5 separate regions of the Mus musculus genome follow, and all the other regions are linked to region 4. The links are chromatin contacts, called in public promoter capture Hi-C maps. All regions are on one chromosome and are shown on one strand. Each heading gives the region's core, a stretch centred on a gene start, on an enhancer-like site or on the middle of the called end of the contact. The rest is flanking DNA. Distances are from core to core; before and after follow the strand shown.

Evidence for each region. Promoter capture Hi-C pulls out the DNA fragments that hold promoters and counts their contacts.
Region 1: a contact with region 4 is called in a promoter capture Hi-C map of liver, with 2.6 times the contacts expected there. The contact joins the enhancer-like site here to the promoter of Igsf10 in region 4. A contact is called at or near these places in 4 of 39 promoter capture datasets (hippocampal neurons, liver and stem cell-derived epiblast-like cells) and 1 of 9 other capture datasets (adipose tissue).
Region 2: a contact with region 4 is called in a promoter capture Hi-C map of liver, with 3 times the contacts expected there. The contact joins the enhancer-like site here to the promoter of Igsf10 in region 4. A contact is called at or near these places in 7 of 39 promoter capture datasets (the 3T3-L1 cell line, cranial neural crest, embryonic stem cells and 4 more).
Region 3: a promoter capture Hi-C map of embryonic stem cells shows a contact between it and region 4, with 5 times the contacts expected there. The contact joins the enhancer-like site here to the promoter of Igsf10 in region 4. A contact is called at or near these places in 12 of 39 promoter capture datasets (the 3T3-L1 cell line, the C10 cell line, cranial neural crest and 7 more), 2 of 484 Hi-C or Micro-C datasets (embryonic fibroblasts and embryonic stem cells) and 2 of 9 other capture datasets (adipose tissue and liver).
Region 5: a promoter capture Hi-C map of liver shows a contact between it and region 4, with 2.1 times the contacts expected there. The contact joins the enhancer-like site here to the promoter of Igsf10 in region 4. A contact is called at or near these places in 2 of 39 promoter capture datasets (hippocampal neurons and liver) and 2 of 9 other capture datasets (adipose tissue and liver).

Annotation. Positions count from the first base shown.
Region 1 is chr3:60,137,534-60,143,267 of GRCm38.p6, reverse strand. No RefSeq gene overlaps it. Among named protein-coding and RNA genes, the nearest start is that of Gm24382, 13 kb to the right of the region's middle. Within about 2 kb of position 1,792, at least 8 of the 459 cell types and tissues checked have an H3K27ac peak or open chromatin away from gene starts, as enhancers often do. A contact at or near this core is called in liver, where this site is marked.
Region 2 is chr3:60,051,716-60,057,038 of GRCm38.p6, reverse strand. No RefSeq gene overlaps it. Among named protein-coding and RNA genes, the nearest start is that of Aadac, 23 kb to the right of the region's middle. Within about 2 kb of position 2,943, at least 16 of the 459 cell types and tissues checked have an H3K27ac peak or open chromatin away from gene starts, as enhancers often do. A contact at or near this core is called in liver, where this site is marked.
Region 3 is chr3:60,102,656-60,108,314 of GRCm38.p6, reverse strand. No RefSeq gene overlaps it. Among named protein-coding and RNA genes, the nearest start is that of Gm24382, 22 kb to the left of the region's middle. Within about 2 kb of position 1,559, at least 5 of the 459 cell types and tissues checked have an H3K27ac peak or open chromatin away from gene starts, as enhancers often do. A contact at or near this core is called in embryonic stem cells and stem cell-derived epiblast-like cells, where this site is marked.
Region 4 is chr3:59,340,159-59,346,326 of GRCm38.p6, reverse strand. Igsf10 (immunoglobulin superfamily, member 10) reads left to right here and starts at 2,071. Exons shown (of 7, transcript NM_001162884.1): 1 at 2,071-2,637; 2 at 4,994-5,188. The coding sequence starts at 4,995.
Region 5 is chr3:60,166,007-60,171,358 of GRCm38.p6, reverse strand. No RefSeq gene overlaps it. Among named protein-coding and RNA genes, the nearest start is that of Gm24382, 41 kb to the right of the region's middle. Within about 2 kb of position 1,513, at least 35 of the 459 cell types and tissues checked have an H3K27ac peak or open chromatin away from gene starts, as enhancers often do. A contact at or near this core is called in adipose tissue and liver, where this site is marked.

The DNA.
Region 1 (5,734 bases), core at 543-3,042, 800 kb before region 4:
CTGTATATATATGTACAGAACATTTATATACATATACATTTGTGTGTGTGTGAAAAGTACACAGAGAATAAGGATATAATTTAATAAGCTTTCACAAAATAATCATAGTTTGCATTTTTTAAACAGAAAAATACCACATCTTAAATGTGTTCCCATAATTGCTTCCAGTCATCACTCTCTCATCCAAAGAAGACAGCATCTGGATTTTAATGCTGTAGGTTTATTTTGTCTGACTTTAAACTGTATCTGAATCAAATTATATGATTTGCACTCATGTTTTATCTATTTTATGCTACCTCTCTGAGGTCATTCTTGATGTTTTTATAAGAAGATAAAGAGAGAGGAAATATGTTTTGGTGGATGTGTGGTGAGGTGTCGGGAAGGTGGTACCTCAGCAGGCCCATGCTAAGGCATCTTTCCCCTCTCAGGGACCAGCCATGGGATGGTATAGTATAAAATAGTTTATTCAGGACATGAGGAGGGGACTTAATAGGGTAGTAGAGGCAGAGAAAGGGGGCGAAAGAGAGAGCAGAGGCCATAGAGAGAGGGGGTGAAGGGAATGGGGAGAGATGTGGGAGGGGGCAAGAGGAGAGAGTAGGAGCAAGAAGACAAGAGCAAGTGAGAGCAGAGGGGGCAAGCAGCCCCTTACCAAGCAGGTAAGCCATTGCCAGGTAACTGGGGGGTGGGGCTTAGACAAAATGCTAACAGTTCTTATTTATGTTTTTCTCACATATATTACTGCTTAGTATAAAATAATGATTTGGAGATTGTATATCATAACCACATGAATACTAAAGTAATAGCATTTAAAATTAACAAGGGGCATTGGCTCAAATCTCAGAGTATAAAATAGATTGAAGGAACTAAAAGAAAAGTTAGCTTATGCAGTTCTTTTAAACTCCTCTATCTTACAAAAAAAAAAAGACAACATATTCATTTCAAATAGCAAGCCCCTATTATTAATAATTTACCTGATTCCCAACTTACCTCATTTGTCTGGCTATCTTTTATTAGGGATGAACATATGAGGAGGGGCTTCTCTTTCCCTGTCTCTTATGCTCATATTATCTGGTTTATTTCTGGTTATGAGTCTTGGAGTTTCAGTCATCCTGTTGGGATATGAAATAATGACATGGAAATATAAAAATAATAAAATGGTCAGCTGGAATAGCATGGTAAGAGAAGCTTGTATTACACTTTCATGGTACTAAACCAACTTGTAGACTCATTGTTATTTAAAAACAGAAATTCTCTAATAAGTTAAAAACATCATAGACATTTTCAGTTACTACAACTGAAAAGCTTTGCTGGCATATTCCATCCAAATAATTAGATCAGAACAATAAAATTGATGAGCCCTACTGGGAATTATGGTGAATTTTACATTGAGTTTCTGAAAGTCAGCAAGATCCAACTAGGGAAATTCAGTGTCTAGTCCACAGAGGAGTGGCACAGTTACATTAGAATTTCTTTCAGCTTATGATGTCTTACAAGAATGTTCTGAATTTCTTGTCATTGTAGTGGGACTTAAGAAAACATCCAGCCACTTCATGACTGATCCTATGGTGAATGTCTGGAGCCAATGGGCTTTTGACAAGGTTGGTACATTGCCAGGGTCACAAAATGTCTCTCTACATCTTCTTTCCAGAAGGTAGACTACGGGTACTGTGATCTAAGATGATTTGCTGCCTGCTTACATAAGAATGTCCCAGATGTGTGGGGTGTGGAGGGAGGCCTAGACCAAGAGCAGTTCAAACTGTTCTCATCTTCAAGCTGGAACTGAAATTGACCACACCTTTATGTGTAGTTAATTATTGTTACTTGCACAGAAGGTCTCTTTATTTTACATGCATGGGCTTTTGACATTAGTCAGAATAAACAACTTTATGCTTAGTTCTCTGTTTTGTTAGTTAATAATTTTTAGGTTTTTTTGGAATTAACAATTATTAACATAATGATTGCATAATTGGCTGTATTTCTTGAGGACTGATGGACACTGTGAATCCTATCATGAAATAGGATGTCATACTGACAACTTATATCTCTTATGTTTATGAGGACATCATGTGCACTGTGGAGTTAAACAGTGAGATTGGAAAGGCTGCCCCATACTTTGTTGTTGATAATATGTGAGTTCAGGAATCACAAGAACAAATTTCATTAATTTTTCTTGTGCTCTTTAAGGGAGAACTAGTTATATACAGCTAAATTTCCAATTCTTAAATTTTTAGTTTTATCTTTCCATGTTATAGAAAGAAAATCAAGGATTTGGAGGTCTTAAAGAACAATCTTATAGCATTGTTAAGCTGCAAAATCTTTAGTTACAAGAATCTCTGCTTGTGATAAGTCTGGACTACTTTAGTAAACCCCATTCTCAAACTAAAAGTCAAAGTGTACCATGAAAATGATGTCAAATATTTCTCTGAAGTCCCAAAAAACAAGCTATTGAGTATTCAGTCTTCTTACAAACCACTCACTGTATACAGAAGGGAAGCACCATAAAAGCTGCAAACTGGTCTTTCTCAGGCATGCTTATGCTAAAACGGCAATATTTCAATACATTTAGGAAGATTTTAAAATAATAAAATAAAACTCTTAAGGAAATACATGTGTACAAATATGTACATTTCTAAAATGGATCCAAGAACTCAACGTGTTTGCTATCTTGTCTCCAGGTAGTTGTTTACATAGCAGGCAAGGCAGCTGCTGCCCAGCTTTGGCACCTAGACAGGAGTCATATTTCTGGAGGCACCAATTTATTTTGAATAAAGATCCAATGTCCTCTACACAGATAGGGTTTTCTTTAACGCCAACGGCATGCCTTTTTCTACTTACATTTCCTGGAAAATACATGCATATTTTGTAACCAGTCTATGAATAATGAAATGTCTCCTAATGAATGGCAGACTTCAGAAGGTTGAGAATTTTAACCTGGGTAAACAAGTACATGTTTGTATGTCTGTCTGGGTTTATGTGTGCTCACACTCCATTCCATAAACCATCTGACAAAAAGTCCTTTCTGCCACCCACCTCCCATATTTTATGGAGTGATGGAGGAGGGTAGTTCTTCACAAGAGTCTAGTTATGTGCTTCTGTCTTGAGACAGTGCAGGAAATTGTAGAAGCTAAAGCATGCATTCTCTCAAGATGTCCTTGCAGCAATAATATTTGTCTAGAAGAAGAAAGACTTTATTAATCTTTGTTTATCAGATTATAGATCTTCCTGTGGAAAGACTTTAACAGTGCTGAACATGTATAAAAAAAGGTGAGAAGACGGTGCTTGCTACATCAGCCAGAGTGAAGGGCATCAGAGAGTCTGGCTCCTGGGTGTCTGTCACATCTCCTTCATTCAGCATCTTACTGTTTTTTTTTTGTTGTTGTTGTTGTTGTTGTTGTTCCATATGTGTCCAATGCAGATGGATGAACATAGTAAAACCAAGGGTCACACTGCCACTCCATATATGGTATAAGTAGAAAAGTATCTCTAGGGGTTTCTTTCTTAAACACAAATGATGAACTCTGTCTGTACATGGCTCTGCATGGGGCTAGTAACATGACCTGGATTTTCAATTTAGACTTTTAATGTCTCAGATTTCTCAGAAATTCAATAAGATGAAAACTATGACAATAAATTAGAAAAGCATAATCTCATTTATTTTGAAGGGCAGCAACAAAAAAGGTAGCCATCTTTTCTATGCTACTTAGACGATAGCTGCTGCATTTTAAACACCCCTCTGAGTTTTGGGTTGAAAAGCATATTGGCGGTTTCATTTTTCTCATGACTAACTTACCTGCAAGTTAGTATGAAGAGTAGGATGCTGTAGTACCGACATGGGTCATCTTACCAATACACTGTAAACATTGCAAATGAAAGCAAAGCCAAAAGTCAAGAGACAGTTTAAAGTTCAAGCTTGCAATTTCACACATGAACAGACACACAGACAAACACATATGCACATGCACGTGCACACACACACACCACACAAATACATCTGACAATGTACATTGTAAATTCCCTTTATATGCATTTTACTTATCTGAGTTTTAAAAGTGCAAGTACTTCAAAAGTCTCCTCCTTTGTCAAATTTACAATATGAACCAGAAAGAGACAGTAAGTGGGATATTGTATTTATGCATGTACACCACTGTGGATCCTTAATGGAAATGTCAGCTCTGTTCTACTGAATTGAGCCTTGGGTTTTGTAAGCATTGGTTATACAATAGTTTCAGAGATGGAGCAACTTTGTAAAGTGGGATCGCTCTAATTATGTCTGTGTCATTGTGAAACAGATGATAAACCTGATGGATAAAGAAGAAAATGAAAGCCATTTAGCTCCTGAGAAATACAACTGTTGCTTTTAAAGGTAAAAAGGGCAGCCAAAAATTAAGTAAAACCTTCACTTGCATATTTGTTCCCCTTGTGGTACACAACCTTAGTGATGTTACAGGAAGTATCAGTACTACTTCTACATCCTGCAGGTCACTATCCAAGTTGCACATCTGTGCTGATTTGCATCCAACAGCACCCATTCCACTGCTAACTTTGAGGGGACAGGACTACTCCCTGGACACCTGTCACCACAGCGTCAGCTGTCTTTGATCCATTCACACTCACAATACATAGCATCTATATTTCCCAGTTCACTTCACATTTCCCTAGGTTCCTCTATCACGTGGCTTTGCTAAAGCCTTATCCTCAGCTTCACAGTAGCTGGACAAAAGCAGAAACCTCTGGTAAGCCTCACTTCTGCTTCCCTCTTGAGAATTGCCAGCCATGTTTGTTAAATGGACTGGAGGCTTCCTCCTGTCACTCAGGCATTGGGGCTGCTCTACACATGACACTTATCAAAGAACTGAAAATGCAATCACAGTTCTGCTCCTCCATCTCAGGCAACAGCATGCAGTCTCTGTAGGTCCTCTGGACTTCCCGCATTTTCTTTTTTTTTAATTAATATTTTTATTACATATTTTCCTCAATTACATTTCCAATGCTATCCCAAAAGTCCCCCATACCCTCCCCCCCACTTCCCTACCCACTCATTTCCATTTTTTTTTTTTGGCCCTGGCATTCCCCTGTACTGGGGCATATACAGTTTGCGGTCCAATGGGCCTCTCTTTCCAGTGATGGCCGACTAGGCCATCTTTTGATACATATGCAGCTAGAGTCAAGAGCTCCGGGGTACTGATTAGTTCATAATGGTGTTCCACCTATAGGGTTGCAGATCCCTTTAGCTCCTTGGGTACTTTCTCTAGCTCCTCCATTGGGAGCCCTGTGATCCATCCAATAGCTGACTGTGAGCATCCACTTCTGTGTTTGCTAGGCCCCGGCATAGTCTCACAAGAGACAGCTACATCTGGGTCCTTTCGATAAAATCTTGCTAGTGTATGCAATGGTGTCAGCATTTGGAAGCTGATTATGGGGTGGATCCCTAGATATGGCAGTCTCTACATGGTCCATCCTTTCATCTCAGCTCCAAACTTTGTCCCTGTAACTCCTTCCATGGGTGTTTTGTTCCCACTTCTAAGGAGGGGCATAGTGTCCACACTTCAGTCTTCATTTTTCTTGAGTTTCATGTGTTTAGCAAATTGTATCTTATATCTTGGGTATCCTAGGTTTTGGGCTAATATCCACTTATCAGTGAGTACATATTGTGTGAGTTCCTTTGTGAATGTGTTACCTCACTCAGGATGATGCCCTCCAGGTCCATCCATTTTCTTTTCTGGTTTGTTGGCAT
Region 2 (5,323 bases), core at 1,694-4,193, 710 kb before region 4:
AGAGAAAAGAGAAATGATGTTCTTCTAATCACAAAAAGTAAAAGAAACAATAAAGAGAAAAGAGGAAGACAAAAAGCTACACTCAAGTCTACCTGCCTTTTTTTCTTATTAGGAGCTAAAGAACATTTGTGAATAGAGGAAGTTGTATTGGCACCAGTTTGTGTTCATTATTTTATTTATCTCATTTAAGATAAATCTTACATCTTAAGATGTAAGAATTATATAAATCTCCATGCAGAGGACATTTGGAGATATTTATAATTTGAAATATTTTCTCAAATGAGCAAATGTTTCAATATTCATATTGAAACACACAAACATAGAATTATTAGGTATGTATTCTAAGACTAACTGCATTTCAGCTTACGTTGGGCAACAGCCTTTGGGGACCACAAGGGGGCAGAAGAAGTGAACTAATTCTCTAAATAATATACAGTCTCATAGAATGTCTTTCTTTATATAAATTTATTTACTTTCTAGGAATAGGAAACGTGTTCAAGGCCCTGGTAAAAGTTTTGATTATAATGACATAACAGTATAAAATGTAAAACGCCAGATCTTCTGGTTTCTAATACTTTAATGCAGAGTATATGACTAGATATAGTATATTCCACCAAAAGAAAGTGGAAGAAAACTGTGAATTGAGGTCTAGTGAAAAATAAGCAAATGAACAAATAGGATTAAGACAAATATATAAGTATATTATACCACCAATGCCACATTCAAAATTAAAAAAATAAATAAATCCTCTGTTAAAGTAATTAAGTCTAGATTCTGTACTGTCTTGGGGCTGTGGGAAAATGAAACCCACTGGGCTTCTGTGCTTATAGGGGCTTGGATTAGGTAGGTTTTAGTTTTCTTTTCCTTTTGTTTTGTTTTAAAATCCCCTCCCCAAAAGAAATAAACACCCATTGGAGACTAAGAACTATGCGTATAGGATGCTCACAAAAAGTGGTTTCCTACGCATCGGTCCTCACCTGTCCACAGTCTCGCCTTCTCTGAAAGGAGCACTGGAACTACTCTACAAGATTTCTATAAAGTCTTCCATTAATATGACCTCGGAGGGCGGGGAGCGTGTTGCACTGTGTATAGGCCATATACTTGAGTGTTTTATTTCAAACTCTTGGCAGAAAGCTTTGTCTTTCTTGCTAAAGATTCCCTAGGATAGGGGTGTATCATCAGAGGCTTGGCAAAACTCAGCATCTCAAAACCATTAACTCCCCCTAGAAGCAGGTCATGTTTTGAATTATGACAAGTTAACATGAGGGAAAACAAGTGAAAGCAATCTACTAGTGACTCTTCACATAAAGGACATTTAAGCACATCCCATCTCTGTCCCCTAAAATTACAGCAGTTTTCTTCACTGGAAATTATTCCTTTTTTTTTTTCTTAATGTGAACTTTACAGCATCATTGAGCTCTCTGATGAAATAGCTAGAGTCTTAAATAGTATACACTCTTCTAAAACCTTCAGGGTTCCTGAGATCAGAAAGAAAAGTAAAACAGGAAAAACCATTCTATAAAATCTATTGCAGAAAATGACTTTTGGCAGAGTAGCAGATAGATAAGTTAAAAATAGATGGGCCACTTTGTTGTTTCGGGGTCTTTAATTTTTTCTTAATTCCCACTGTATAGAAATTCATTGAGATGTGTAGAATTTAGGTCTGGTTTCTATTGCTGTAGCTTTTTTTCTTGGATTTTCATTTTCAAGTTCTTTATATAAAAGCCTTATAACCTTTATTATAAAGATCTTGCAAGTAAATAATGACATTAAAACTAACCAGAACCAGTGTGTATAATAAAGTTTTAATACATTTTTTCAAACATAAAAAAATAATAATTGCTTTTCAGATTCTTGTACATGAACCTGTGTTATGTTCCTAAATGGTGGCAGGCAGAGGCACAAGCGCCTAATACTCAAGCTTGTTGGTGGCTGATTTCTTAGTGCTGGAGCAAGACTTAGAGTTGTATGCCCATGAGGATATCCCTCCTCCTATGCCACAATACACTTACTATGTATTTCTGACTTTTCTAGTATGTAAGACCTAAAACTGAAAATTACAGCACTAAAATTTCTGTGAGATCTAAAAGATACCTCTGTATCCAAATCTGGTTACCATTACACAGAGCAAAGGCCAGAGAGGCAACTGAGGGCCCCACACAAATGTACATTTTAGGTTAGGCTTGGCAGTTGGCTATGGTTCAGGTGGGCTAGACCTATGGAAATTCACAAGACTGAACAAGCACACAGGATGTGCAATTAGGCTAATCCTGGAATTTAGATATGCCATGAGTGAGCTAGATACAAGTAATCTCAGTAGGTTGAGCTGGTGCATAAGATAGGTGACTAGGGCCAAGCAGAGTTTGTATTTCAGACTGATATGAAAGATGTACAGTCAGTGCCAATCCTGTATATTGGGAATAGTACATAAAGAGTTTAACAATCTTGGCTGATGTGTAGGATGTGCAGTGTTGGCTGGCTCTGGATGACACATATGGCACAAATAGTCTAGGCTCAGGCAGACTTCTATTTTTATTTGTTTACATTTCACTTGGGATTTAATTACCACACTCTTTACATTGCTGACATTCTTTTTCATGTTCTTTTTAAACTGTTGATTATGTTTATGATTGTACTTTTAAACTCATATCCTGAGGTTTGTCTGGGTAGTTATTCCTGGAGAACATGTCTACAGGACTCAATTGAGGGGCATCATATTGTTTTAGCCATTCACTTTGATTTTGGTTTTGTTGAGTGCTCTGGTCTTGTAGACTTTTTCATTGTGTGTCTGATACAAGATATTATGCCGCTTTGTTGAGTGAAAGTTTGGCTCTGTTTTTGCTATTGCTCAAGCATGGTTGATTTTAGATAAAGTATGAAGAGCTTGTATGTCAGTCCTCCAGAGTTTCCAAATTGAGTTTTTGATTGGAGTGTTGGATGTGATTCTAGCTCAGTGGCAACCAAGAAAGGGCGTGAATGTGAGACTCCTCCCTGGGTCTGCCTGGGCAAGTACACAATACCTGGGTATTGTGTCACAGTTTCTTTAATGAAAACTTTCCATCTCATAGGAAAGCTCATAAAACACAAAATGTTAAAGGGGAGATCAACATTGTATTTTAAGACAGGCTGTTTTCGGGGAGGTAAAACAACAGAATTCCTGAGGTTAAATAAAACATCCCATCCTAAAGAGAAACTCCCTAAGCTTAGGATCTCTCCCTCCCACCCATGAGTAAGCAATAAGGAGTCACTGTGAGAGAAGTCTGAGTTGACTGAGAGCAGTTGAGAGCAGTAGAACAGGTTGGAAGAGGCAAGATTAGCTACTTTTCCTGAAACCCCAGGTCAGCTGAGTTACTTGGAAAGAATGCTTTGCATGCTGGGGTGCCTGTAGGTTTCAGAAAGCTTTAGGTTCCCAACCTTAGTCCACTCACTGTCAACCACACTGGGGTAGGCTCCAGTGATGTAACTGCCCTTGTGGCATTTCTACTTTTGCAAGGAACCTCTCACCTATGTTCCTGTAAGCAGCTCTTAAAAATATTCGTTGGTTCACAAAGGAAGTTGAATTTTATCATGTGTGTACACTGCCTTACCTTTGGTTCCCTATCTGGAGTGAGTAGACATTTGTTTACATCTCCCTAGGAATAGTGTCACATCTGGTCAGAACTAGAAGGGTAAAGAAGTGTTCATCAGGGACCACAGGCAGTCACTTCTCTGGACTACAATCTGCATGGACTACGTTAGGTTTTCTGGGAGTATGAAAACTTTAAAAGAAGATGAGTGTCCAGGTCACTAATTAACCAGGCTGGGGTGGTTAGCATACCCTGAGCTAAGCCTGGGACTATGTATACATTCAATAAATGAAGTAATTTTCTTAGTAGAAAGAATGACAAGATCATCTGAGAGTAGTGGGTAGATAACCAGAGCACATCATAGCTCACCTATATTTGTCTAGTTCTTGTGGTCTTTCTCAAATTAACTGTGATATAAAATATTTCAATTAGTACATTTTTACAGTTTATTACAACAAGCTCTGTTTTAGAAAAACATAATGTGTGTTAGCTCTACCTTTCTTGCAATTCATTTTTCAAGATTTTATTCTAGTACTTATTTTGTATGGAACATAACATAAAGGGTTTTGTTGTTGTTTATTTATTTTAGTTAATATGTTGTTTACTAATATACATGTTTAAAGAATTGATTTGACTAGAATTTCTTCCTATCTTTCCCCTTAAACTTTTGTAATTAAGGAATAGTTAAAATTGGGCGGAAAATTGTTCAGTATAAACCACTTGTTTAGTACTTGCAAGTTCTTGAGTTCAATCTCTAGTACACACACACACACACACACACACACACACACACAGAGAGAGAGAGAGAGAGAGAGAGAGAGAGAGAGAGAGAGAGAGAGAGAGAGAACGCAAATAAACTTCAACATTCCAAGGCAAGTTTTACAGGCAGAGGGATGTAACTAGAAAATATCATCCTGAGTAAAGTAACTCAGACTTGAAAGGACATGCATGGTATATTCTCACTAATAAGTAGATATTAGCCTAAAAACTACAGAACACCTAGACTTTAATCTGCAGAACTCAAGAAGGTTAACAAATAGAAGTGTTCATGTAAGGATGCTTCAGTCCCACTTGGGAGGGGGGAGAAAATAATCATGGGTCCAGAGAGAGGGAGGGACCTAGGTGGGAGTGGTGAGGGGGCAAGAAAAGGAGAGGCGTGATCATGAATGGGGGAGGAATACAGGAGAGAAGCCCTGAGGGCCAGCAGAATGAATGGAAATATGCAACGTGGGGCAGGTGGAGGTGAGGAGACCCTTTAGAAAGTATCAGAGACCAGGGAGGTGAAAGACTCAAAGTACTCAAAGGGAGGGACCTTAGATGCAATGTACAACAATGGAGATAGGGAATTTATAGAGTCCACCTCCAGTTCAAAGACAGGGCTTCAAGTGGAAGGATGGGATTGTCATCCCACAGTCAAAAACTCTGACCCAGAATTGTTCCTGTCTAAGAGACCTTCAGGGACAAAAATGGAGACAAGACTAAGAGAAAGGAGGTCCAGTGAACTGCCCAACTTGGGATCCATCTCCAATGCCCGACACTACTAATGATGCCATGGTGTTCTTATAAACAGAAGCCTAGCATGGCTATCCTCTGAGAGACACAACAAGCATCTGAGACTGATGCAGATACTTACCTCCAACCATTGGGCTGAAGTCAGGACCCCCTGTGGTTGAATTAGGGAAAGGCTGGAAGAAGCTGAGGAGGGACCCTGTAGGAAGACCAGAAGTCTCAAGTAACCTGGGACCGCTGAGATCTTT
Region 3 (5,659 bases), core at 310-2,809, 760 kb before region 4:
CCAAGGCAACATCAGTGTTCGAGCTGTAATTCTTAGGCAACGAAAATAAGGACATTTTGTTTAAAAGTGGTTTTGTATCTTAACTAAACACCTTAGTCAACTGGACAATTTTTATTGAACAGGTTACTTGAATTAGAATCCCTGAATTCTAGTAACACTTTGGGCGATTCTCAAGAGTCTATTTTTCCAGAAACAACTATTGTAGAGATTAAAATGGATTTTCAGAGTGACCCCGAAGCAGGTCATCCTTCTGTCACAAATGTCAGTCACATCTACCCACCATCAGAGGAAGTGCCCACCAAATTCTCAAGAGTCATATCAGTGAGGCCCTGAGAGTAATCTTTGACACTTAACCTCAACTGAATTAGAAGCTTCAATACTTCTCCAAAAGAAAGAGTGGAGTCAGCAGATAAAGGCCCCACGCTTCTAAGTATGAAACTCCACCAGCCATGTGATAGACACAACAGATAAAGATAATACCTTCGCTCTATCAAAATCCATTTGGACCAACATACATTTCTTTCATGATTGAAAGGTGGTTACTATGGCAGCATGACTTTGTAACCTTCTCCCACAAAGGGCAAACCATCACAGGGTTGTGCTCATCTTTGCATCACTTTCCAGCCCATCTCTTTCTTAGAGAATGCATTGAATATCTTCACTGGAGATTGACATTCAGAGTTTGCCTGAGTTCTCATGGTGCCCAACATTCTAAACTCAGACTTTCATCTTATACTCTTAAAAACCACTTGCTGAAATATGTCAGGAATGGCTTATTTGGATATTTAGATATCTGTATTTACCATGGGGATGTATGTAGTCATATTCAGTTACTAGAAAAGGTTGACTGGATACTGATATCAGTTTTCCATGCTTTGAGGACCACATTCTTCTGTATGTATATATATATATGTATGTGTATGTGTATGTATATGTATATATGTATATAAAATGCTGCTTCATACTACTATCCATAGATAAATGGGATTCACTTACTTGTCTAGCCTTTGGTCTCTGATGTTCCATGGATACTGTGCCTTCACAGGAGATAGGTACATGTTTTTTGAGCATCCATCATGAGCTGTGGAACCTTCATGTATTTTCCAACTGACTCTTTCAAACACTCTGCATCTAAACTATTTGAATATTTCCTTACCTACATATGCAAAAACCAAAATTTTGTGCCGCAGACCCTCTGGATCCCTTTGTCTGCTTGGAACAGGTCTCTGGGGCAGGTGGGCAAAGTGTCGGAAGAAATGACAGACAGACCAACAGGAGAGATTGTGTAGAATCTGGATGTATTCCTTCGGGTCGAGCATCAAACTTTTTATACTAAAGAAATAACAAGAAACCAGGCAAAATACAATCCACCAAGTTACAGTGACACAATACAAAAGGAATGAATACATTAAAAGAAGGTGGGGATCAGGCTGCTGCTGCAAAAGAAGGGGGCCAGGTGTAAACTAGTCTATTGTTAAACCCACCATCAGGGGTTCTGCACTAGCAGACCTTATCAAGAATACTGCAATACCCCCAACACCCTATTTCCTGGGTCTAAAGAAGAATATACCAACTTGCTTCTAATGTGAAGCTCTATACCTAGCTGTAGAGAAGATCTCTGTCTCAGTGGGATTCCCTAGCTCTATTGTTCCCTAGTTTGGGTGAGAATTGCTACTGTCCTTGGTAAGTATTTTGTAGACCAGCTCTGAGCTACTGTCTTTGTAATGCTTAATTAGTAACTGAATAGGTAACTTCCTTTCTATAGTCCTGCCGGATTTCAAGCTCAGATTTCAAGCTTGCAGGCTACTGGGACCTTGGAACACTATAACAGAATTTAATCTTAAAAGGCATTTATAATAAAATATTAAAAGAGAGCTCATAGATCCATACACCAGGCTAATGCGGCAATAGAGTATGAGTATATGGTTAAACGAGAATGCCAAAACTCCTGGAGGTGAGCTTCCTTGAAACTCTTTTCCTTGTTGAGTGCTTGCAGACTTTCAGCCTGTCAAGCAGACCCCACCAGAGAGTGTGGCAAATTTGACCTTGGTATAGTTTTTGAACTTATTTTTTCTGAAATGGATTCACTCAGTCAGATATATAATCTCAAATTTCTGGGTAGCCATTTAGATCACTATATTTGAATACTCTTCCAAACATGTAGGGGGTTAAACCCCTCCCCCAAGAATGCTTCTTTAGTACTCTATATTTTGCAATTTATTTTATTTTTATATGAATCTGTGTTGCCATATGTTGGTTCACAACCTCCAGGGGTATCAGATCCCTTGAAACTGGAATTACAGGTGGCTGTGAGACATCATATGGGTTCTAATAATCAAACTTAAGTCCTTTTTCAGAGCATTAAGTGTTCTAAGCCACTGGACCATCTCTCCAGGCCTTCAGTGCTCTATACTTTAAACTGACATTGTGTTCTCTGCCAATCATTTAAAGGCATGTACTGCTATTTTTGCCTTCCTTATTTAGCATTTTACCGCAAGAACATCATTTGAAAGACAAAACATTCTTTTAGGGTACTAAATATTTTTTTATCTATTTCAGCTGAAGAAATGAGATTATAGGATATCTCAAAATTAGACTATTGAACCCTCAAGATTTATTGAAGGAGAGGGAAATGGAATGGAATAACTAAGTATGTTATATTTTAAAACCTAGTTCTCTAAGATATAAAGTTCAAAGGGAGAATTCACAAATTGATATATGCAAAAGAGACTAGATTCTTGATAAAATGTGGTTGTTACAAGTTCTTTGTTAGCCTCCTCAATTTATCTAACAGAATAAATAAAATTAATACTAGTATACTATTATATTTTTTTAGTAAAATAATATGGAAATACAAGTCTCTATCTGTAATTAACATTTCACAGGTACAGAAATTTCTCTGCTATAACATAAGCATTTTATTTTATATCTTAACAATTTATATACAATGGAAGACAATTCTGTGGCTTGATGATGAAATTTCCTATTTTGTCTAAGATACTTTACTGAAGTCAATATTACTTGCAAATAACTGTTCTGTGCCACAGACCACCCCAGTCAGATATGGGAGTCCCTACAATGAGGGTCTTTGAAGTCTGGTGGGTAAGGATTTGGCAGTTTCAAACAAAAAGAAACACAGAAGCAGTTTGAATCGGAGTGTATTTTACAGCTCTTAAACAGTGGTTTTCATACATTGAAAAAAATGTTACAACCATTAGAAGATTGTTCAGTGAAGCAATCACGAATACCATCATTATCATTTGGCACAGTAAAGCACAAAAATCAAGCAAACATTACAACTCTGAAAAGATGTATTCAGTGAATCACAAACAGAACAGGTAACACCATTATTAATAGAAATCAACCAAGCGTTACAACTCTGAAAGAATGTATTCAGTGGGGCCATAGTCCAAAGCTAGTGGCATATTTCCAAGAGCAGGTTAATAAATCTTTATGGTCAATTATTGTTTAACATTGAATGTCTGATTTTTTTTTTTATAAATCTTCAATGAGTACATTTAAACTATTTTAATTCTTTTTATTTAAGGCTTTCTTTACCATATACCAAATCCCATCTTTGATGACACACACTGTAGCCATGTGAAATTTTATTGTTGGGAAGGTTTTTATCATAATACTACTATATAGTTTTGTAAATGATTTATAAAGTAAATTGTTGGTTTCCCCAGAAACAACCTCCAGGGGTATCAGATCCCTTGAAACTGGTCATTTTAGTCACCCCATCTCAAGGGACATTGTTTCTTTATCCATTATTCTCACTTAAGATCTTGGCCTAGGATACCAGGAACATGTAAATAGAAAAGGAATAAGAGAAAACAAACAGATAAATTGCTATGACAATGACGGCTCAATATTTTACTCTGGACAAGAGTTCCACAACAGGTTCCAGGAGGCCTCCTTTTGAAGTTTTCACCTCATCACTTCTAGGCCTTTTGGCTAAGATGAAGTGTGAAGTTTTCACCTCAGTTTGTGGAACTTATCACACAGATTGTATGGGGTTGGTGTGACAAATCTGAACTGAAATATAAACTGCTAGAGTGTGATATTTCCAGAAAGACACATCATTTTCTTCTTCTAATAAGTAATAATGAATAGCAGAGGAGATATGCATAGACAAAAATAATTAGCCTTTGGGAGTTTCTGTGAGAGAACCTTAAGGTCAAAGTGTAGGAAAAATAAAGATTTGGCTATTGGCTCAGTCAATATTTTTCTTTTAAACAGAAAAGATAGAAAGTCTCAACTAAGCAAGACTAGATATTGGATAGTTGGTAATGCATAAGAAGATATTTCTTTTCCTCTCACAGATAATGATATGTTTTATAGCTGCTAATGTGTGAGGATTAAAGAACAGGATATAAAATCAACCCTGTTCATAGAGTAGAATCTCCAAGATAACATTGGGTAGCTACAGTCTTGTTTCTCACTTAGGACAAGTTTGCCACCACAATCCCTCCACCTTTTGAAATGATTGGATCCATGTTCTGGTTGTCTTGCCTTGGATGAGAGGTGCTTCTGACATCCAGGAGCTTAAGGCAGAGAATGCTGCTCAGTATTTGCAATGAGTAGAATATCTCCTCACCTACTATGGAACAGTTTGTTGACCTGAAATATCCACAGCCAAGATTTGTAAGTACTTGGTTGTAAGTAGTTGTATTCAAATACTTTTTTTTTTTTTTTTTTGCTTAGTGGACCAGAAGAAAACTTCTTTTCTTTTCTTTTTTTAGAAGTATACCATTATGCTCTATGTGACCTACAAAGTAGAAGCTAAATTTGCTACATACTCCAGAAACCAGAATTAATCATCAGACTTAATTTTAGTTAATGGAAATGAACAGGAGTTAATGTTTGCTTTATTGATTTTAAGAGAGGAAATACATAGTATTCTTTGTCTCTCATGGTTCAAATTATGACCTAGAATCAGTGGTACCTGTACTTGAAAATATGAATAAAAGTCACTTGGTGTGGTCTATAAATTGAATGGAAATGGAAGAAACCTATGTCCTCGCATGTTCCCTTGGAGCAGAGTCGCCTACTTGCACTGCCCTGTCTGCTTCCTGCTGGACTACTTTGAACCAAAGCTTTTTATTTGAAGGGGATGGGCACGTTTGTTACGTCCGTTTTACTGCTATTAATATAAACCAGATACAATTTTGCTCTTCAGAATGACAATGGGAGTAAGTAGCATTACAGGAGACAGACAGCAAACTCACACAGTTTAGAACATTCAACACAAAGTTAAGAAAGACTGATCAGTACAGAATGCTGACAAACAGAATGAAACAGGCAACATTCCGAAGGAGAACCCATCAGCCACTGTTACTTATCTTTGCAGCAGCCAGAGCAGCCAGAAATAATACAAACTTGGGTGGGAAGGGAGAGGGATGGGGTGGGAAGGCAGGGAGAGAGGGAAGGAGGGGGAGGGGGAGGGGAGGGTTAGGGGGAGGGGGAGAGGGAGAGGGAGAATACCAAGCACTCTATGCTCAAATCCTGGTGATGCAGAAACAAAATCAACATGCAGCACATATAAATATAAAATAAAATAACATACAGGTACTCACTAAAATTTAGTACACTATTTAAATCTATGTCTGCAAATTGAGGCTCTGTCCCAAAAACATCAGAAGAGTGATTACAATTA
Region 4 (6,168 bases), core at 822-3,321:
CATATTCTGATGAAGTAAGCATATAAAGTGAGAGCAGCATGAATGTGTTCCATGTATGCTCATGGATGCTATTATAATGTGGAAATAAACTGACTTTAAAAAAAAAAGCTTATGATACTTGTCACAGAGTAAATCTTCCATAAATATCATCTGCATTTATAAATTATTTTCATAATCCATCAATTAAAAACCTTTAGAAATTTTGTTAACACAAAGATCCCTAGGCCCCTGCCCTAGGATGGTCTGTATGGTGGGCCTGAGAGATGGAGCTTAAGAACTTACTTGCTCCAGGAGCACATCTTCAGAACATCTGCCTCAAAACATTTATCCCAAATGCTCATCAAAGGCTCACTCACATGTGCTTCAACCACAGGGATTAAACAGTCATTTTAGTCACATTTCTCAAACGGTGGAAGCCTGCTAGAGGAACAGGATGTATCAGGATAACATCCAACCTTACAAAAGGATGTCATAACCCTCACCACAACAAACAACAACGACAACAAACCCATAAAAATTATCACGGCAAATGAACTAAGCCATATGCAGAAAAAGTATTATATGTTCTCATTGTGGGGTGTTTTTCCTTAATAGTCAAATATGCAGAATATAGACAAAGATGGTTTATGCAAGTGGGGATGGCGAAGGATACTTGTAGATTAGAGGACACAAAGCAACAACTACAGAGTGAAGTAATCCAGAGACTTAATGTATAATATGAGGACTGTATTTAATAATTCTATTTAAGATACACAGCAAACGAGTGTATCTTACTAACACACACACTTACATAGAGAGAATAAAGTGATAGATACGTTTGTTTTATCTTCATGTAGCTGATAATTTCATATTGTACACCTCAAACATAGATAACCAACAAAGAGGAAGAGGATAGGTGCCTCTCCCAGGGCGGAAGAGTACATTCGAAAGTCAGACACCATTGTGTAGATGTACCACATGGAGGAGCTAGAGAAAGTAGCCAAGGAGCTAAAGGGATCTGCAACCCTATAGGTGGAACAACATTATGAGCTAACCAGTACCCCGGAGCTCTTGACTCTAGCTGCATATATATCAAAAGATGGCCTAATCGGCCATCACTGGAAAGAGAGGCCCATTGGACTTGCAAACTTTATATGCCCCAGTACAGGGGAATACCAGGGCCAAAAAGGGGGAGTGGGTGGGCAGGGGAGTGGGGGTGGGTGGATATGGGGGACTTTTGGTATAGCATTGGAAATGTAAATGAGTTAAATACCTAATAAAAAATGGAAAAAAAAAAAAAAAAAAAAAAAAAAAGAAAGTCAGACACCTCACTTCACTGCTATCTCAACTTGCAAACAGAAGGGGAGTCACAAACCCAGGACAAACCACAGTGATTGAAGCGTCTTTGAATGTTATTGCTGTTGTTGTTACCACCATCATTAGCATATATTCATTGTGAAGACTTACGGGGTCTATGACATGTTTTTTTATTCAAGTATATCACATGCTGTCAGCATATTTGGCACCACTACCAGCCCCAGCCCCCTCTGCCCCGCCCCCAACACACACACACACACACACACACACACACACACACACACACACACACACACACACACACACCTTTACCTTCTCCTGGGCATCATCTGCTCACTCACCCACCCAAGCTTAATCCTTTTCCTTCCCTGCAATAGTACCTCTCCTATTTTTATGTCTAGGTTCCCCCTCCCCCTGTTAGGAGATGGGAGAGGTCACGAAAGGAAAGAATTTGTAGCCCCTGAGCCAGCCCGGGCCACAGAGCCTGCCACCAGACAGGAAAAGCCCAGGGCTTACCAGCACAGGAGGAGCAAACTCGCAGGCGAGCCTGGGTTGGCGCTGGTGGTCCCGGGTCGATGGCCCGCCCATTCCCAGAAGCCGAGGCTATAGCTGCGTCACCTGCCCCGCCCTCCTCCCGAGTGAAGACCCCTAGAGGCTGAGCAGACCCCAAAGGCGGTGCAATTCCATTGGCCCAAGGCAGAGGTGAGCGGCTGCTAATCCCCTCGGGAAGTGAAGGGACCCAGAGAGTCTGGTAGATGTGGGAGCTGGGGTTCAGGGCGAGACAGAGGGTGGGATGGGCAGAAGGGTCCAGGAAAAGGAAAGTACTGGAGGGGAGTTGGGACAAAAGCAGCGACCAAGGGAACATCGCTTCAGTGACTGAAGCCAGGCAAAAGGAGCGGGAAGGATTATATGTAGCCTGGGACGCTTTCATAAACACTGATGACGTGTTTGTGCAAAGCAAGCAATTTGAGGAGAAACGCCTGGGACGTCGGAAAGAAGGAGTGATCGATTAGTACTTGTAAGTTTAGGTGAGTTTGAGAACTAACTAACCTATACTATTGAGGGAGAAGGAAGAGCATTCCAGCAGCAGCAGCAGCAGCAGCAATCAGATAAAGGAAAGCTTTGGTTAGTTTGGAAATGTATGATACCATTAAAATAACAGAAGCGCCTCCAGTTCTCTGAAGAGTCAGTCCCCCAGCTAGTGAAGACTAAGCCTACTAAGCCTTTTGCTCCCGTTGGAAGCAAAGAACGTTCCTTCAATCAGGTGAAGGCTCTCCTCAGAAGATTTCCTGTCTCTGCTTATGTTACAAGAGGATTCAAAAGCAAGACAGAAGAGCTCAGGTATTGCCAACTCTTTTGTTAAATACAGTTTGAGGCTTAAGTGTACGGGAACTCATGTGGTATTCATTTACGGCTCTCTTCTCTTATAACTAACTCTTAAGGTGCATATAGTCTCTTCTGTTTCCCAGCTACCTTGTACCATCTTTGTTTATCTAATAATAGCAAGCTCATCTGCTTTTTAATCATCACGCAGAGAGTATTCAAAAATATTCAGTGATGTAACAGTGACAGTGTAGGCATAGAAGTAATCATTAGTAAATCTTAATTTGGGTTAAACTCATTCATAACAGCTCCAGGTTGGGAGGGATCACTGAGCCTTCGCCACGTGCGGGTTAAAGATATTTTCTAACAAGAGAAGCAGAATTCTTCCTTGGCCATGCTCCCCATCACTGTGTCAGTAAGCAGAGGGGTGTTTCCAAGCAGAGAAAGAGCAGACAGTGTTATGCCTGCAAAGTCAGAGACTCAGCCCTCCCAGCTGGTCAGTTTACTGTCCTCCCGGTCATTAGTTGGCTCTGAAAAGGCCCATGTGTCCTTATTGGCAAGGACTTGCAGACATGCTAGAAAGAAATTTGACCTTTTTTTCTAGTGGGTTATTACAGCTGTAAAAGTATTTTGGAAGGTTAAGCCAAATAAATAAAACACATATTAAATAATACAATGTTACAAAAATTGATCATATAAAGAAGTACATTCATAAATGCAATGTGAAAAATATATATAATTTTTATCTATTTACTGGTGCAAAGTTTTCTAAATTGCACATGTACTATTTTTATATTTATAAAAATATTTTTAAAATGTATATAAAAGTGTAAAAGGCTCTTGGTCAAACAAGAGAGTTAAATTTACAAACTTTAATTGTCCCGATAACATTATTATGATCTCTAATGACAGGGATCCTGCTTTTCATTGGGAAATGAGAAGCTATGAAGATATGTTTACAATAATAAGCCCATTTAGTGATAAAGTCCAATGGGAAGCTAGCACACACTGGTTTATAAAGAGAACAGTTTCCTGAGTCTATGCAAGTTTACACTCTAGGGAATAAGAGTTCCTCTTTCTCCAGATTTCACTAGCATTTGTTGTCATCATTTATCTTCTTGATGATGAGCATTATAAGTGGAATAAGATAGGATCTCAAAGGAATGTCAATTTGGATGCCCTGAACAATCTTTCAGGTCTTTCTTTCAGTTCACTAGTCTATTCATTTATTGGATAATTGGGGGATGGTGTTAATTTTTTTGCAGTTCTTATGGAATTCCAAAAAACAAAAAACAAACAAACAAACAAAAAACCTCTGAAACTAGAACTACCAATCCATTACTGGGTATGTAACAAAGAGAAATCTGCACAGAATTTATTGCTACATTGTTCATTATTCACGACAGCCAAGAATGTGGAACCAACTTACGTAGCCGTCAAAATATGAACGGATAAAGAAAATGTGGAAATGTGTACAACAGAGTCCCATGTGGCCATAAAAGAGTGAAATCATGACATATGCAGGAAATGGATGCAACTGGAAATCAATTGGGCTAATCAAAACAAGACAGACTCAAAAAGGAAACACCGTGTAGCTTCTCTGACAAACAGAAGCTAGATTTACACTTGTACGTGCGCATGTGTGTTTAGAATTTTATTTAGTTATACACTATTCTAATCTGTGAGTGTGTATAAAGGCATGCATGTAAAGCAAAAACAAGCTAGCTGGGGTGGGTAGGAGAGAAAGCAATGAGAGGAGTTAATAAGAACGAAGCATAGTAACATAGGTGCCAGGATGAAATGCATTAATTTGTATGCTAACTAAACCACAGACAGGAGGCACACGTTCAAACCAGGGTGAAATCCCAGCACAGAGAAGGGGAAGTAGACACAAAGTTTCGCCACTAACCAAGAAGCCATTTGCAGTTGCTGCCTGCTGGGAGGGGCGTTCCAGTTTTCTCCAGTCTGACACTGTGTATAACAACCAGTTGACAATACAAAGTTGGCATGATGGATGGTTTTTGTGCTATTTTTCATTTTTTTTCTTACTGTTTTGTTGTTGTGGTGGTTGTTGTGGTGGTGGCTGTGGTTTTCATTTGTTTCTTTTGAGAGAGAGAAGGAACATGAAATTGGGTGGGTAGGAAGCTGGAAACGATCTGGAAGAAGTTGGGGAAAGAGAAAAATTGTATGGAGCATATTTAAACAAACAAACAAACAAACAAAAGGTTCATTTTGCCACAAAAAGGTGTGAATTAAATTAACCAGTTACGACTCTTAAAGAAAATATTCCCAATTATTCCCAGAGTTGCTATGTATGCTGTGCCTAGGACTTTGCTTGAACTGGCCCTATAACTCTGGTGTGGTGTCTTTTCAGGATGCAGAAGAGAGGCAGGGAAGTCAGCTGCTTGCTGATCTCCCTCACTGCCATCTGCCTGGTGGTCACCCCTGGGAGCAGGGTCTGTCCTCGCCGATGTGCCTGCTATGTGCCCACAGAGGTGCACTGTACATTTCGGTACCTGACCTCCATCCCAGACGGCATCCCAGCCAATGTGGAACGAGTCAATTTAGGGTGTGTGGACCTTGCCTGATCTCCTTCTCAGAGAGGGACCACTGATTTTCCTGGTACTTTGCCCCCCAAACACCTGTGATTACTTTTAATAGTTTTCTTCTAAAATGGGTTCATACAAACCTTATATTGTGGAGACAATGAACATTTTATCCCAATAGTCTTTTACTAGAACTTGAAGCCCCTCTTAGTTGTTTGGGAGCCTCATAATTATGGGGCAGCTTTATTCTGAATGAATTTTAAATGAAAAAGATACAGTTTCTGTTAACAATCATTATGATACCAAGGAAGAGGAATTGTCATTGAATATTTTAAAAAAGCATTTCTTTTGCAATTTATAAATACCCATTACAAAATGGCTTACTTAAAATACTTGCCTTACTAAATCTGACAAATTATGGTGATATTTTGAAGGTTTATGAAAATTTGTTTATGTGTATAAATGCACAAGAAATGGGATATGCCATCACCTATGTGACATTAGTGAGCATGTACAGTATGCCAAACACTATTGTTCACGTTTGGAGGAAGTAATGGGGGTGGGGGAGCAACAAGGGTTATAACCGTATACCCAGTGCCTTGGAAGCGATTGCAAACAGTAAAGACTGACATTGTGTTCTCCCTATGAGGGAGGGGCCTTGGGCTGAGCACTTTGCAATGAGCATTTGCTCATTGTGCTGGCAGGTTTTATGATAACTTGACCCAAGCTAGAGTCACTGGAGAGGAAGGAACTTCAACTGAGAACATGCCTGAAGAAGATCAGATTATAGGCAGGCCTGTGGGGCATTTTCTTAATTAGTGATTCATGGGGCAGGGCCCAGTCCATTGTTCGTGGTACCATTTCTCAGGCACTATTAAAAAAAAAAAAACAGGCTGAGCAAGTGTCAAGGAGCAAGTCAGTGAGCAGCAGCCCTAATGATCTCTGCATCAGCTCCTGCCTCCAGGTTCCTACCCTATTTGAGTTCCTGTCCTAGCTCCCTACA
Region 5 (5,352 bases), core at 264-2,763, 830 kb before region 4:
ATTAGCTCTAAACTAGAGCTCTGGTCTGGCTGGCCAATGAGCATAGAGAATAGGCCTATGTCCGTGCACATCCCCATACGCAGTGCTGAGGCTGCAAATATCACCTCAGTACCAGGCTTTTGTGTGGGTGAAGCAGATCAGAACATGAGTCCTTGTAAGTAGATGGCAAGCTCTTTTCCAACTGAACTATCTCTCCACTACAGACTTCCACTTCTATATTCCTTGTTTTCCTGAGATATGGGGGAAGTGTTTTCATTATAAACTTATTATAAGCCAAAAAGTATTATATGAACCCAAATTCTAGGAAATATAATAAGATTCAATAATTATAAATGAGCCAGAACAAGAACTGTGCTCATATTTTCTCATTATTATTTTATCAAATCCTTCAAACATGCCACAATGATGAGACTATTTTACAGTATAAAACTACCAGAAAACTTATTTGTCATTAGCATTTAATTTCATTTACTGTACATATGTGCACTCATGCACACATACACACACATACACACACAAACACACACACATACACACATACATCCTATTCTTCTACATTATCAATTCAATACATTTTATTTTGTGATACATTTCAAAAGTAATAAAACTTTTCTGTATACTTTTGTGTATATCATTAATTAAATATTTAGATTTAGTGTGTATAGGATGCTTCAGACCCTCCCATAGCCCCACCCCACCCTACTCTGCCCTTTATTTACTAAAGTAAGTAAAATAAACATTTTTATTTACTTGTTTTAAATACTTGTGAATGCACAGAATTAAGTTCTGTCACAACAAATGAATGTGCCCTAATTAACATCCATATTGTAATGGTCTCAGAAACTGCCCCCTTTCTTTTCATGGTTAATTAATGCCCACTTTCATTCAGGGTGGAAAATGCTTTTCTGATTTCTTTGTATTTTCAATTACTAGAATTCTCTGTGAGGAGAATCACACAATCTGTATTTTGAGGTAAGATTTCATGCACTCAGCATAACGATTTTGAGGTCAGTCTGCATTTTTCCGTGTGTCAGCAATTATTTTTTCTTGCTATGATGTGGTGTGTTGTATGTCTCAGTCTTCTGAGGTGGCTTCTGAGGTATTTGCAGCATGTATCTACTTTGAATTGTTTGTATAGGAGTAGGATGATCCTGGGAACAGCTATGGTGACTTTTATTAACACAGTAAGCACTGTGATTTTGATTTTCAGGCATAAATCAAGGCACAAAGCAAGTTCAATAAAGAATGAATAAGAAGGGTAGCTGCTTGGACAGGCACTGGTCCTCATGGAAAAAGCTTTTCTTTTTAGCATCTTCAGAAGGGATGATACAGATCGGGTAACAATTTTCTGAACCCAGGGACATAAATCTTCTCAGCCCTCATAAATTGATCTTTGTGAGGTTTTATCCTGAAGAGCAAACTTTAGCAAAACAAGCAAGCAGGCAGGCAAGCCAACCCTGTCAAGGTGCTGCCAAATATGTGAAATCATGGGACACACATCATTCCAGTCCAGCTTCAGAGGCAACAGCAGCACAGTGGTGTGGGGGAAGGGCAGGGGGATGGGAATTTCTGAGACTTCCTGTACACACTGCCTTCTATCATCTGATCACTCAGAAGTTCTGGCTCTGGAGAGGCTTTTATCAACCAATTAGCAGAAACACCCAAAGCAGCTAGCCCACTTAACTGTTGGGTAAGTCTGTGGCCCCTTTGATGTTTGGCCTTGGCACACCAAGTGGTAATTCACAGAAAGATAAAAAGATTTAGGGCACTAAAAGACTATTCTTAGTAGATTAAAGCCTCGTTGCTAGTTCAATGACAAAGGTCTTTCAATATATATTTTCTTTCCCATCTAGAGTAAATATGCAGTCATCCTATGTAAATAATGAGAGAAAATTACAGCACCGGAGAGGAAGCCAATGAATGAGAAAGAGGTTAAATAACAGTCTAACGCTGAAGGAAAAGAACCTGTGTTTGCTAAGACAAATTTAATATCTTATTCCGACTCTTCCTTCATAAAAATTTTAAAAGTACCAGACATCTTCCCTATAAACCTTTGCTCCATTGGTGGCCCTGTAGTTACTGATTCTTGCGACCAATCCTTCTAACCTTGACTTCATTCTCTTTAGCCATAACAACAACAAAATGTCACCTAAAGGAAATTTAAGTGGAGAAACACAAGAAGACAGTGGATACTACTGATGTGAATTCCTTGAGAAGTGAACACAGTCTCTCTCTCTCTCTCTCTCTCTCTCACACACACACACACACACACACACACACACACACACACACACACACACAAACCTTGAAACTGGAACTGAAACTCAATGAGTGAGCTGCCCTGAGATATGTGAAGACCACTGAAGATGGACAACAGAGAAGGGATAAAAATAGACTTTAAATACAAGAGCTAAGAATGGGATATGGTGAGGGAATGTCAGACCTGAGGATGGCTGAGCAGGAAGAGGCCTTGAAGAGCCTTAGTAGTTTACAGAGGAATAGGGAAGAGGAGAGAAAGCTTGCTAAAAGATTTGTTACATTTCCTGTTATTTCTGTGTTCCTTGGAGGATAAATGTTAAAGCAGGTGCAACACACTTGTTTGTAGAGATTACTGGGTAGTTGATTAACTAGATAGTCTATCTGCTCTTTGTCCTGTGTCAACATAGACTCTTGCAGCCTTTGTTAATTGAAATGCTGATACCTTGGTAGATGGTGCAGTGCTTGTCAAATGTTTGAACCTAAGAACGTTAAATGTAGAAATAACTCTACCTTTGACAGAGATGATTTTAAAACAAGACAACTAAACAAAAACTTTTAAGTGCTTTCTATGAAGGGATAGTAAAATTTAGCATAGTTGTATTTTCTTTTATCTGGAAAGATTAAATACTTTGAAGGCTGTGTTCTGAGTTCCTTAACTCACTCTAATTAGTTGTCTTTGTTGGCAAGCAAGAATGTGAGCAAGTACGGGGACAGATGAAGAAGGAAAATGAAGCACATTGTTTAGCATAAATCTGCATGCTTCCCTGGAGTGTGCACTGCTGTTGTTTTGAGCAGTCTATGACACTAGGCATTGAATGTAACTGTAGGAGAATCTTTGCATCTTTGTAAAGGATTTGCTGATTTTTCCTTCTATTTGGACATTGCATCTTCTGTCTCTTGTTATGTGCTTAGTCAGTTGTCATTGATAAAAAAAAAAAAAAAAAAAAAAAAAAAAGGAAGCCTAGCCAGCCTCTTTTAAAAATTTAGCTTTAATTTTTGGCAATGTTTTTCCATGAGAACTGAGCATGGGAAACACTGTATTCAAGGGAAGAGCAGAGTCCAGGAAAAGGAATGTAACTTGTAGAAATCAATCTTCCTTCTTTCCCCTAGGACCTAGTCCTAGACCTATTTCCTTCAACTCTCTCCAGGGACTTCGCCTGATTAGACCTCAGTTCTTAATCTGATTTTAAAAAAAATCCCTGTATTACAAGATCTCTATGCTTCCTATATGAGCTGGTAGTTTATTTTTAACCATCATGACAACTATTGCAGAACCACACTGTGAAATCAGAACAAAGTGTGCTGGAATCCATGGACCAATCAGCTCTGCATGACGCAAGCTTTTGGAAAACATGAAGGACCTGCAGTGCTATACGCTTTTGATTTTTTGAACTTATAGTATTGGTTTGTTTGTTTTTGTGAAGTCCTACTCCTCTGCCCTCCCTTTCCATACCTGCCCTCCACCATGGAATCCTCCCTCCTAAACAAACCTAAACTAAACTAAGTAAATTTCCCTATTGAAACTGTTATATGTCACAAGGAGTGTCACAGTTTACCTTTCTTTTTTATGTTTCAGTTCTTTTTTTTCTTTTATTGGATATTTTCTTTATTTACATTTCAAATGTTATCACCTTTCCCCTCCAAGAAGCCCCCTATCCCATCCCTTCCCCCCTCCCCCGTGCCTCTATGAGGGTGTGCCCCCACCACTACCTTCCAGCCCTGAAGATACTCCAACATATAACAAGGACACATGCTCCACTATGTTCATTGAACCCTTATTTATAATAGGTTCCAGAAGCTGGAAATAACCCAGATGTCCCTCAACAGAGGAGTGGATACAGAAAATGTGGTACATTTACACAATGGAACACTACTCAGCTATTAAAAACAATGATTTCATGAAATTCACAGACTAATGGATGGGACTTGAAAATATCCTGAGTGAGGTAACCCAATCACAAAAGAAAACACATGGTATGCACTCACTGATAAGTAGATATTAGCCCCAAACTTTGGAATATCCAAGATACAATTCACAAGCCATATGGATGCTTCAGTGCTTCTTAAGGGGTAACAAAATGCTCACCAGACGAACTATGGAGACAAAGTGTGGAGCAGAGACTGAAGGAAAGGCCATCCAGAGACTGCCTCACCTGGGGATCCATCCCATATACAGTCGCCAAACCCGGAAGCTATTGCAGATGCTGGCAAGTGCTTGCTGACAGAAGCCTGATATGACTGTCTCCTGAGAGGATCTGCCAGAACCTGATAAATATAGAGGTGGATGCTTGCAGCCAACTATTGGACTGAGAGCAGGGTCTCTCATGGAGGGTTGAAGAAGGGACTGAAGGAGCTGAAGGGATTTGCAGCTTCATAGGGAGAGTAACAGTGCCAACTGGCCAACCCACCCCCACCCGCAGCTCGGGGAGACTGGACTACCAGCCAAAGAGTACACATGGAGGGACCCATGGCTCTGGCTGCATATGTGGCAGAGGACGGCCTTGTTGGACATCAGTGGGAGGAGCGACTGTTGGGCCTGAGGGAGTTTGAGGCCCCAGTGTAAGAGAATGCCAGGGTGGGAAGGCAGCAGTAGCTGGGATTGGTGGTGCAGCACCCTCCTAGAGGCAGGGGGAGAGGGGAATGACATAGGATGGCTCTGGAGGGGAGACCTGGAAAGGGGATAACAATTTGAAATAAGAGAGAAAGAAAGAAAGGAAGAAAGAAAGGAAGGAAGGAAGGAAGGAAGGAAGGAAGGAAGGAAGGAAGGAAGGAAGGAAGGAAGGAAGAAAGAAAGAAAGAAAGAAAGAAAGAAAGAAAGAAAGAAAGAAAGAAAGAAAGAAAGAAAGAAAAAGAAAGGAAGAAATGCCACAGGAAGCAAGGGTTTGGGTCAGGATGAGGAGATCTCTACCACACACCTGCCACTGCATGGCGAGTGAAAGGTGGAGGCAACTCTGCTCAACCCTCAGATATTAAAGTGGCCAACAGGAGAAAACCTAGAAGAGGGTGGTCCATAGGGTGTTTGGTAGTACCATAGGACAGGGACATTGCCACAGCAGACCCCTGCTGCTGCAGGGACACAGACCTAAGCATGGC